Regions from separate parts of the Sus scrofa genome. Here region 1 is linked to region 2. A link is a contact called in public HiChIP or PLAC-seq data. All regions are on one chromosome and are shown on one strand. Each heading gives the region's core, a stretch centred on a gene start, on an enhancer-like site or on the middle of the called end of the contact. The rest is flanking DNA. Distances are from core to core; before and after follow the strand shown.

Region 1 (4,054 bases), core at 453-2,952, 160 kb after region 2:
AAGGAACTTTTTGAAAAACTAATTTGGCATTGACATTACTCTGCTTAAAACAAAGAGCTTCCCATTAAACTTGGAATCAAAGCTGACCTGTTTCCAGGGGCCTACAAGGTCCATGTAGCCCTCACTGATGTCTCTCTCCTGACTCCTTACTCATTAAGCTCCAGTCACTCTGGTCTCCCTTTGCACCAGAAGCATTCCTCAGTCATTCCCCTATGGGTATGTTGAGGGGGTGAAAGTGGAGAGACAGAGGATGGAGAATGGGTGGACATGGTAACTGCTGATGGATGTTGTTCACAAGGGAAAAGCCTGAAGGTGCCTTTGCCAGAGTTGGGACAGAGCGTTAGGACTGAATCCTGGTACACTTACCATGGCGAAGAGGTTGTCATAGCCTTTGACCTTGGTAGGCACCTTGGAGAACTTCTGGTCAAATGCATCAGAGATGTTGTGGGCTGGGTCTGTAGAGATGATCAGAACACTCTCCCGCCCTTTGGAGAGCTGGACTGCTAGGCTGCAGCTGGGCAAGGGAAAGGCCAAAAGGTATGGATTGAAGAATCAGCCTCTGCTTTCCCTAGGTCTGCAAGAGGACATGAAGGGGCCCAGGAGCAGGGGACCTGGATCAGCAAGGACCTTGAGAGGAGAGTATGGATAACTGTGGGAGCAAGCCTCAATCCTTGTAGAGGGACCTTCTCAGACATCTCTCACAGACCCCTCTAGCTGGTTAGAGTAGCAAGGTTCTAATGAATGTCGGTCTGGCCTGATGCTTACTTCTTTACTAGCAAAGTGGCATGTCCAGCTGTCTAGCCAGTATAGCTCGACTCTCTGCCCCTTTCGACAACGCTAAGCTAAGGGATCCTTCGCGTCTTCGGCTAAACTCTATGGTTCAACTCACTTTTCCCAGGTACTCTATCCGAGGGACCCCTCTCCCTCCTCCCAGATGACTGGGATAGCCTGATCATATGCCCTCTCCCAGCCTTCCACCTCCACTCCCACGTTGGCATATAATGGCAAGGTTCACCAGACTAGTGGGTTCACCTGGTGCCCCTCGCCCTACCCTGAGGTCAATCTGGTACAGTCCAGCTGACTGAGACATCTAAGTGCGCTCCGGGCCCCCAGTGCGCTGGATCAAATGTGGTTCAGCCCTTGAACTCCAGCAGATTGTACGATTCAGAAGATGCGGACCTACATTCAGGAGGTATCTTCCACTTACTCCACGTAATTTCCGGAGAGTACAACCCTGAAGACCCCGGGCCAGCCTTCTAGCCATGTTGGTTGTGGAAGACCGGCCCATAGCCTCCCCTTTAACCGGTGGTACATCCCACCCGTTTTCTCGGCCCCCGCCGCAGCCTCCTTACCTGCAGGTGGTCTTGCCAACGCCACCCTTGCCCCCAACGAAGATCCACTTAAGGCTACGCTGCTCGATGATGTTGCTAAGCGTGGGCTCCAGCGGCTCCACATCAGGGGCATCCTCGAACTCCTCTGCCTCAACCCCCCACCCGGCCACCCCTGCCGCCATCTTGGACCCGGCTCACGTGATCAAGCGGAGCGAACTATGCAAAGCACCTACAGGGGAAATTTCCTATCATATCCCGTCACGGCTAGAAGCGTGAATTAATTTTCTCATGATCTGACTTTTAGGTGATAATAGAAGCTATATTTCCATATTATCCCCTTCCAAGGTTCACCTTGTCAACCTCTTGTCTATATTTTTTCAAAGACTCCCCCTGCCTAATTAACATATTGGTACCTTCCAGGTCACTCCCCTTCACTGATTGGGCCCTACGTCTTGCCACACTCCTTCCATTGGCTTCATCTTTTCTTATTTTCACCAATCACTCTCACGTCCCTGTAGCGGCCGACCTCCCCTTAGCAACCAGCCAAACACACGGTCCATGCCCTTTCCAAGAAGTTTGATCCGAGGTCCATTCCTACCTGACTCCATAGGCTCAACTTCATGTCGATCATTTCCCCCTATTTTCCAAATCTGGTCCCAACACCGCCTCAGGTCTGTCTCTTCTGTTACCTAACTGGCAACTGGCTGGGAGCCATTGAGCTCCTGACGCGAACCAATCATAGACGAACCGATTAGCTATCTTGAGATAGGTCCTCGGGGTGCCAGTGGTTAGAGGCAGAACAACTCCAGTTATGGGCGAAAGCCACAGATCCTTGTCCATTGAGCCCTGAGCCCCACGCAGGGCAGGGCCAACATTTGCAACCTCGCTCTTTGTCGTAGAAGGGGTCTGTTCTCGAAAACCTCCTTCCACTTTGCTCCCTATTCGAGGGGAGTCTGCAGTTCAGCCAATTATCTTTTTGAACCTCTGCCCCAGGAATACATGCTCGGTTCCAGGCCGTTGGAGGACACTCTACCTTAGATAGGGACTGCAGTCTAGAAATATCCGCGGCTTCACCTAAGTACTCTAGCGCATACAATAATACCCTGACTTTCAGATGAGGACCCCAGTTCCTTCGAGCAAGCGGTGTCTCTATTCCCAAATGAAAGCTCCATTTCAGAAGACAGGTACCCAACCCAGAGACGCCTCCATTTCTATTCTGGGGGCCCAGACTAGATGTACCCCCGAGATCTAGTTAGGGACCCAGGTTCCGAAGATTCAGCTGAACACACAGCCTCAGATGAAGTCCTTCCCCACGTTGAGATTTTCTCTGGTGCCAGAAAAGCGAATATGCCCCCAAGTCCCAGGCGGGAACCTCACTCCGAGAGCCAGCTATCGCCGTAGGCTTAGACGATAGCCTTATTTCGGGGGAGACCATGTCTGCGTAACGCTCGCGGAAGTTTAGTTGGGTTACTATAATCCGCTAGGCAGGGCGATGTATCTGTCTGCTGGTGCGCGGCTTCAAGCTTTACTCCTCTTTCGCCCCGCCCCGCGTGCCCCGCCCCCACTGCGGACGCTAGAGGACTAGACGGGTCTTCCCAGCATGCATTGCTCGGGACGAGGCAAGTCGGGCGCCAAGCGCGGGGTCGGAGCGGCCTTCCCGGAGTCCTTTGCGCGGCACCTGGCGACAAAATGGCTGCCCGAGGGAGACGGGCGGAGCCTCCGGGCCGGGAGGCGCCGGGCCCCGCGGGCGGTGGCGGCGGCGGGAGCCGATGGGCTGAGTCGGGGCCCGGGACGTCGCCCGAGAGCGGGGATGATGAAGTGTCGGGCGCTAGTTCGAGCCCTGTGACGGGCGGCGTGAACTTGTTCGCCAACGACGGCAGCTTCCTGGAGCTGTTCAAGCGGAAGATGGAGGAGGAGCAGCGGCAGCGGCAGGAGGAGCCGCCCCCGGGCCCGCAGCGACCCGACCAGCCGGCCACCGCCGCCGCCGCGGGTCCCGGGGATCCGAAGAGGAAGGGCGGCCCGGGCCCCACGCTCAGCTTCGTAAGGAGCCGCGGGGGTGGGGGCGGGCGCCAGGGCCTTCCTCGGTCGGGGGAATTGGGCCCGAGAAAGGGTATCGGGTCCACCCTACTCTCTGGATAAAGTGCTGGGGATTCGGAACCTGGACGAGAGAGGCCTGGGGGCGGAGGTGGGGACCCCTGGAGCCTGCCCGCAAGAACTGGGAGAAATTCCATTGGAAACAGCGCTCCGGGGATGGGGAAACCTGAATACCACTGTTTGAGTGGTACCCGAACTTTGGATACTGGGACCATCTCCCACTATGGGAGTGGGGGATATAGTCAAGTCTGGAGTCTGAATTGTGTGGATGAGAGACTCAGACTACTTACTGTGTGACCCTAGGAGATTTTCGTGTCTTTCCCGAGTCTCATTCCTCCACTGTCTATTGAGCACCTTACCTTGTGCTGGGCACCGTGCTAGGTGATGGATAGGCCTTGTTGAACACTACAGGTTATCGCTGCTTTCCTGGAGCGTCAGAACTGGCTTAATCTCATTTTCCCTGCTTGCAAAAATGGACATCATCCCATCTTCTGGTGTGATTAGCACTGGTTCTGTCTTATAGGAAGAGCTAAACCAGTGGTTCTCAATTGGGGGCAATTCCCCCCACCCCATCCCCACATTTGGCAGTCTGGAGACATTTTTGGTTGTCAGAACTGGGGGAGGGAGTG
Region 2 (3,697 bases), core at 517-3,016:
GCATCAGGATCCTTTATCTTCTTAGGCGGCAAGAAGTCCCAATCGTCCTCCAAGGAGCCTGACTCCACCTGACTGTTGTCAATCTTCACCTCATAAGTATTATCGGGCCGCACAATCAGTGTGTACAGGTGTGTGAATTCATCATCCTGAAGAGAGTAGGAGATGAGCGGCCCCACCCACCAGGCTGGCCTCTGAGCCTCCCCTGACAGCCATTTGTTACCACCCCCAGATGCACCTTGCAACGGATATCCTTATTGATGAGCACGTTCTTGCCCTTGTAGTTGAAGATGACATGAACTTTCTTGGTGCCAGGGCCACAGATGTCCGGGCCTTGGTGAGAAGTAGGTCCGGTTAGAGTTAGAGGCTCCCCACCACTGAGCCCCGCCCCCACCCCTTTTCAAAAAGAAAACTTGGTTCTTAAACGCAGGTCTGCAAAGCTCAAAACAGAATTCAGACTTTATCTCTAAGGGACTAAGAATAAAGAGTCAAAGGAGAGAAATTAAGTGCTCAGAGAACTTGTAGAATTGGAAAATAGCTACATAAACATCACACAGACTATCAGCCTTAAACCAAAAACAAAGCAGAAAGTTGTTAACTGTAACTATTCCCTCAGCTTCCCTTCCAAAGAAAAACTTAAGCATGTAAGGGTTTTCTGTGCTCTCAAGACTACTTTTCATGGGCTATATATAAGGAACACACGGGGTTTCAGGCTCCGTCTAACTAACCAGAGGTCAGGATCAGGGTGGGGCCCCCTCACCAAACATGATGTTGTATTCGGAGTCTCCATGCATGTCTGTCTGGTCCAAACCATCTGGAAACAGCTTCACGTATCCACCCCCACAGTCGATGTTCTGTTCGTGTTTCACCGTGAACTGCACTACCAGCGTCTGACCCTTGTTGCTGAAGGGCTCAAATCTGGCCGACAGAGCGTAAAACCGGGCATCCTGGCTTGTCTGTAGCCCTAGCAAGGGACGATAGTGAGGTCACGGCTCAGCCCAATCCCCGGAGTACCCTTATGTGGGAAATAGAGACGACTGCCCCTTCCTCCCCCTGCTCTGTTCCTAGGGGTACCCAAGCTGTGTGATGATTAGGAGCTTCCTCCAGGAAGTCCTCCTGGATCTGAGAACCCATCCCTAGGTTCTTACCTTTATCTTTCTCCTGGTCACCGTAGAATTTGCCGGAACTGAGAACGAATCTGCCAAAATCCGGTTTGTGTTTGGATTCAATCCAGCGATCAGTCCACCCGTCTAGGGGACCAGAGGAGCAGGTCAGCGCGGCCTTGCTCATCACCCCCCAAAAAACATCTACCAAGACCCACAAGCTGCTAGGGTCAAATAAAGAGCTATTCTTCTCTCTGACTTCCCCTACCCCGGCCTCTAGTTTGACATCTCTAATGGCTTAAGAGAGCCTCGGGCGAGCCCTAACTCCGGCCGCAGAAGGCCGCTGCGCCCTCCACGCTCCTCAGGGACGGAGAAGGAAGGATCGCCTTGCGGCTTTAGTCCCTGAAGACTACCGTGTTGGCCCTCTGAGCAGTAATTACAGAAGACACGCAGATATGGGCTAGGTGGCCAGCCGCCTCGTTAGAGAGGCCTCGAGGCGGGACTAAAGCTTACCTCCGTCCAGAAATTGCTCCTTGAAGTAAATAGTGGGTTCAGCGGCGGCCAGGCCGACAAGGCCGAGCAGTAGTGGGACTGGGAGCAGCATGGCGGGCCGAGGGGGCGGCGGCGCGCGGGCCCCTTAAGTCACTCCTCCAGCAGCCGCTCTGCAGTACGGACGGACGCTACCGCCGGCCGCGAGCCTTTATACCGGGCCCGCTCTCAAACCAACCTGGTCCTGCCTCTTTGACCCTCCTCCCCCGCCGTATCATTGGTCTGTGGCTATAATCCTGCCTTTCCATTGGATCTTTGTCGGCTCAGCATGTTCGGCTGTGCCTCGGCACGCTGGGTTCCCAGATGGCCGATTTCTATTGGCCGCACCACTGGCCAATGAAGGTCGACCACGCGTTGTGGGGGACGCCCACCGGTGGAGTGGGGGCCTCCAGCCCCTCAGGCTAGGTCATGTGACCAGACCTCGGCCCAACCCCGCCCTAGCCCGCGAGCCTGTCTTCACAGCTGGGCGTTTAAAGAACGCGCGCGAGTGCAGGTGCCACTGCGCTGAGCTATGACCCTGTTCCAGCCTCGCCTCTGCTCATCCCCTCTATGGGGCTGGGTGGGCAAGGTTTTCCTAGCCTTTTTCTGTTGCGAATTTGGGGAGCCTCTCTAATTCAACCCTCTCTTTTTCTCTTCCTCTTTCTTTCTCTCCAGTCACCCCGCCCTGCCCAGGATGAGGCAGAGGTCACCGGGCCCTGGGGCTTCATTTCACCCTAGCGCCAGAGCCATGCAGCCTTGCGGGGATAGTGCGGGCTCTCTCCTCCATGTGGCTCCTAGTGTCCTGGCCGCTTTGTCAAGACTGCTGCTGTGTGAAATGGGTCAAGTCACCTAGCCTCTCTGAAGTCACAGGAGCTCCTGAAAGGCCAAGAGGAGCGACGCTGGCCAGCTGCTGCCTGGCAGAAGTGCTTTCAAAGATCTTAGGGACGTCCTGGGACAAAAGGAAGGAAGCCCAGATGGCTTGAAGATGTGACTACAGGCTGTGGCTCCGTAGGGTTGTTCCCTTTATTGGAGCCTCTCCAATATATACCCTCCACCCTTTCCTCAGCCGGTAGACTGAAAGGGGTCACTGTCTTGTGGTCTCCCACAAACGGCTCGCTTTTGCAATTAAACGGCTAAAGAGGAGGGGGCAGGGGGTTCAGTTGGGGAGGGAGTAAAAGGGACAGATGGTGGGGAAGATAAGGTCCAAGAGAGGTGGGCAGGACCCCTAAATCTGGAGCCTTCTTCTGAAGCCAGAGGCGCATGACAGTGACTGACACCAGCTCCCTGCCCCTAGGCTACAGGAAGGAGGAAGGAGAGCTGGGGGTTTCCCAAACTATGAGCAAATAGGCTCTGGACCTGGGAAGTGGGAGGGAACTTTGGAAGGAGGGTAGGTAGGGGTGCTTCCCCTCTAGTGGTGGGAACTCAGAAAAGGGAGGAATGAGGGATCTTGGAGAAGTTGTGGTTCTGCCCCTTCCCCAAGGCAGTATCCAGTAGGGGTGCCCAACCTGCACCCCTCCTGCCCCATCCCCCCCAGGACCCCAAAGGAACTTCCAGTGACTTGCTTTCCCTCCCTTTCACATGTGTCATGGACATGTGGTCTTGGTGCTTCCTGCCAGAAGGTAGACACTGTACCTGTTAACCTCACAATCCCCCTGCAGGTGTTCTGCAGCACCTGTCACAGAACAAACTTAAAACCTACTTTATGTGTGACAGAAGGAAGGAAAGAAGGGTTCTTGCTAGAATTAAACAAAAATGGGTAAAGCATTTTGAAGTTAGAAGGAGATTTTGAGAGAGTTCCCATTGTAGCCCAGTGGGTTAAGAACCCGATGCACTGTCTGTGAAGATGCAGGTTCATTCCCTGGCCTTGCTCAGTTGGTTAAGGATCTGGCATTGCCTCAAGCGGCAGTGAAGTTCACAGATGCAGCTGGGATCTGGGGTGGCTGTGGCTATGGTGTAGGCTGGCAGCTGCAACTCCTATTCCATCCCTAGCTGGAAATTTATACATGCCAGCTGTGGCAAAAAAAAAGAGAGAGAGAGAGAGACCTTGATGGGTACATTCTGAGTTTTTG

Evidence for each region. HiChIP or PLAC-seq counts read pairs in DNA pulled down with a chosen protein or histone mark.
Region 1: an H3K27ac HiChIP or PLAC-seq map of alveolar macrophages shows a contact between it and region 2. The contact joins the promoter of ASNA1 here to the promoter of CALR in region 2. A contact is called at or near these places in 2 of 5 promoter capture datasets (fetal liver and liver), 5 of 47 Hi-C or Micro-C datasets (epiblast stem cells, heart right ventricle, liver and 1 more) and 2 of 2 datasets of contacts at active chromatin or transcription factors (alveolar macrophages and skeletal muscle).

What each region holds. Positions count from the first base shown.
Region 1 is chr2:66,259,433-66,263,486 of Sscrofa11.1, forward strand. It overlaps ASNA1 (ATPase ASNA1), which reads right to left and starts at 1,703. Exons shown (of 7, transcript XM_003123324.4): 1 at 1,353-1,703; 2 at 367-514. The coding sequence starts at 1,513. C2H19orf43 reads left to right here and starts at 2,954. Exons shown (of 3, transcript XM_003123323.4): 1 at 2,954-3,371. The coding sequence starts at 3,021.
Region 2 is chr2:66,100,308-66,104,004 of Sscrofa11.1, forward strand. CALR (calreticulin) reads right to left here and starts at 1,767. Exons shown (of 9, transcript NM_001174133.1): 1 at 1,614-1,767; 2 at 1,146-1,247; 3 at 758-961; 4 at 236-330; 5 at 1-146. The coding sequence starts at 1,704.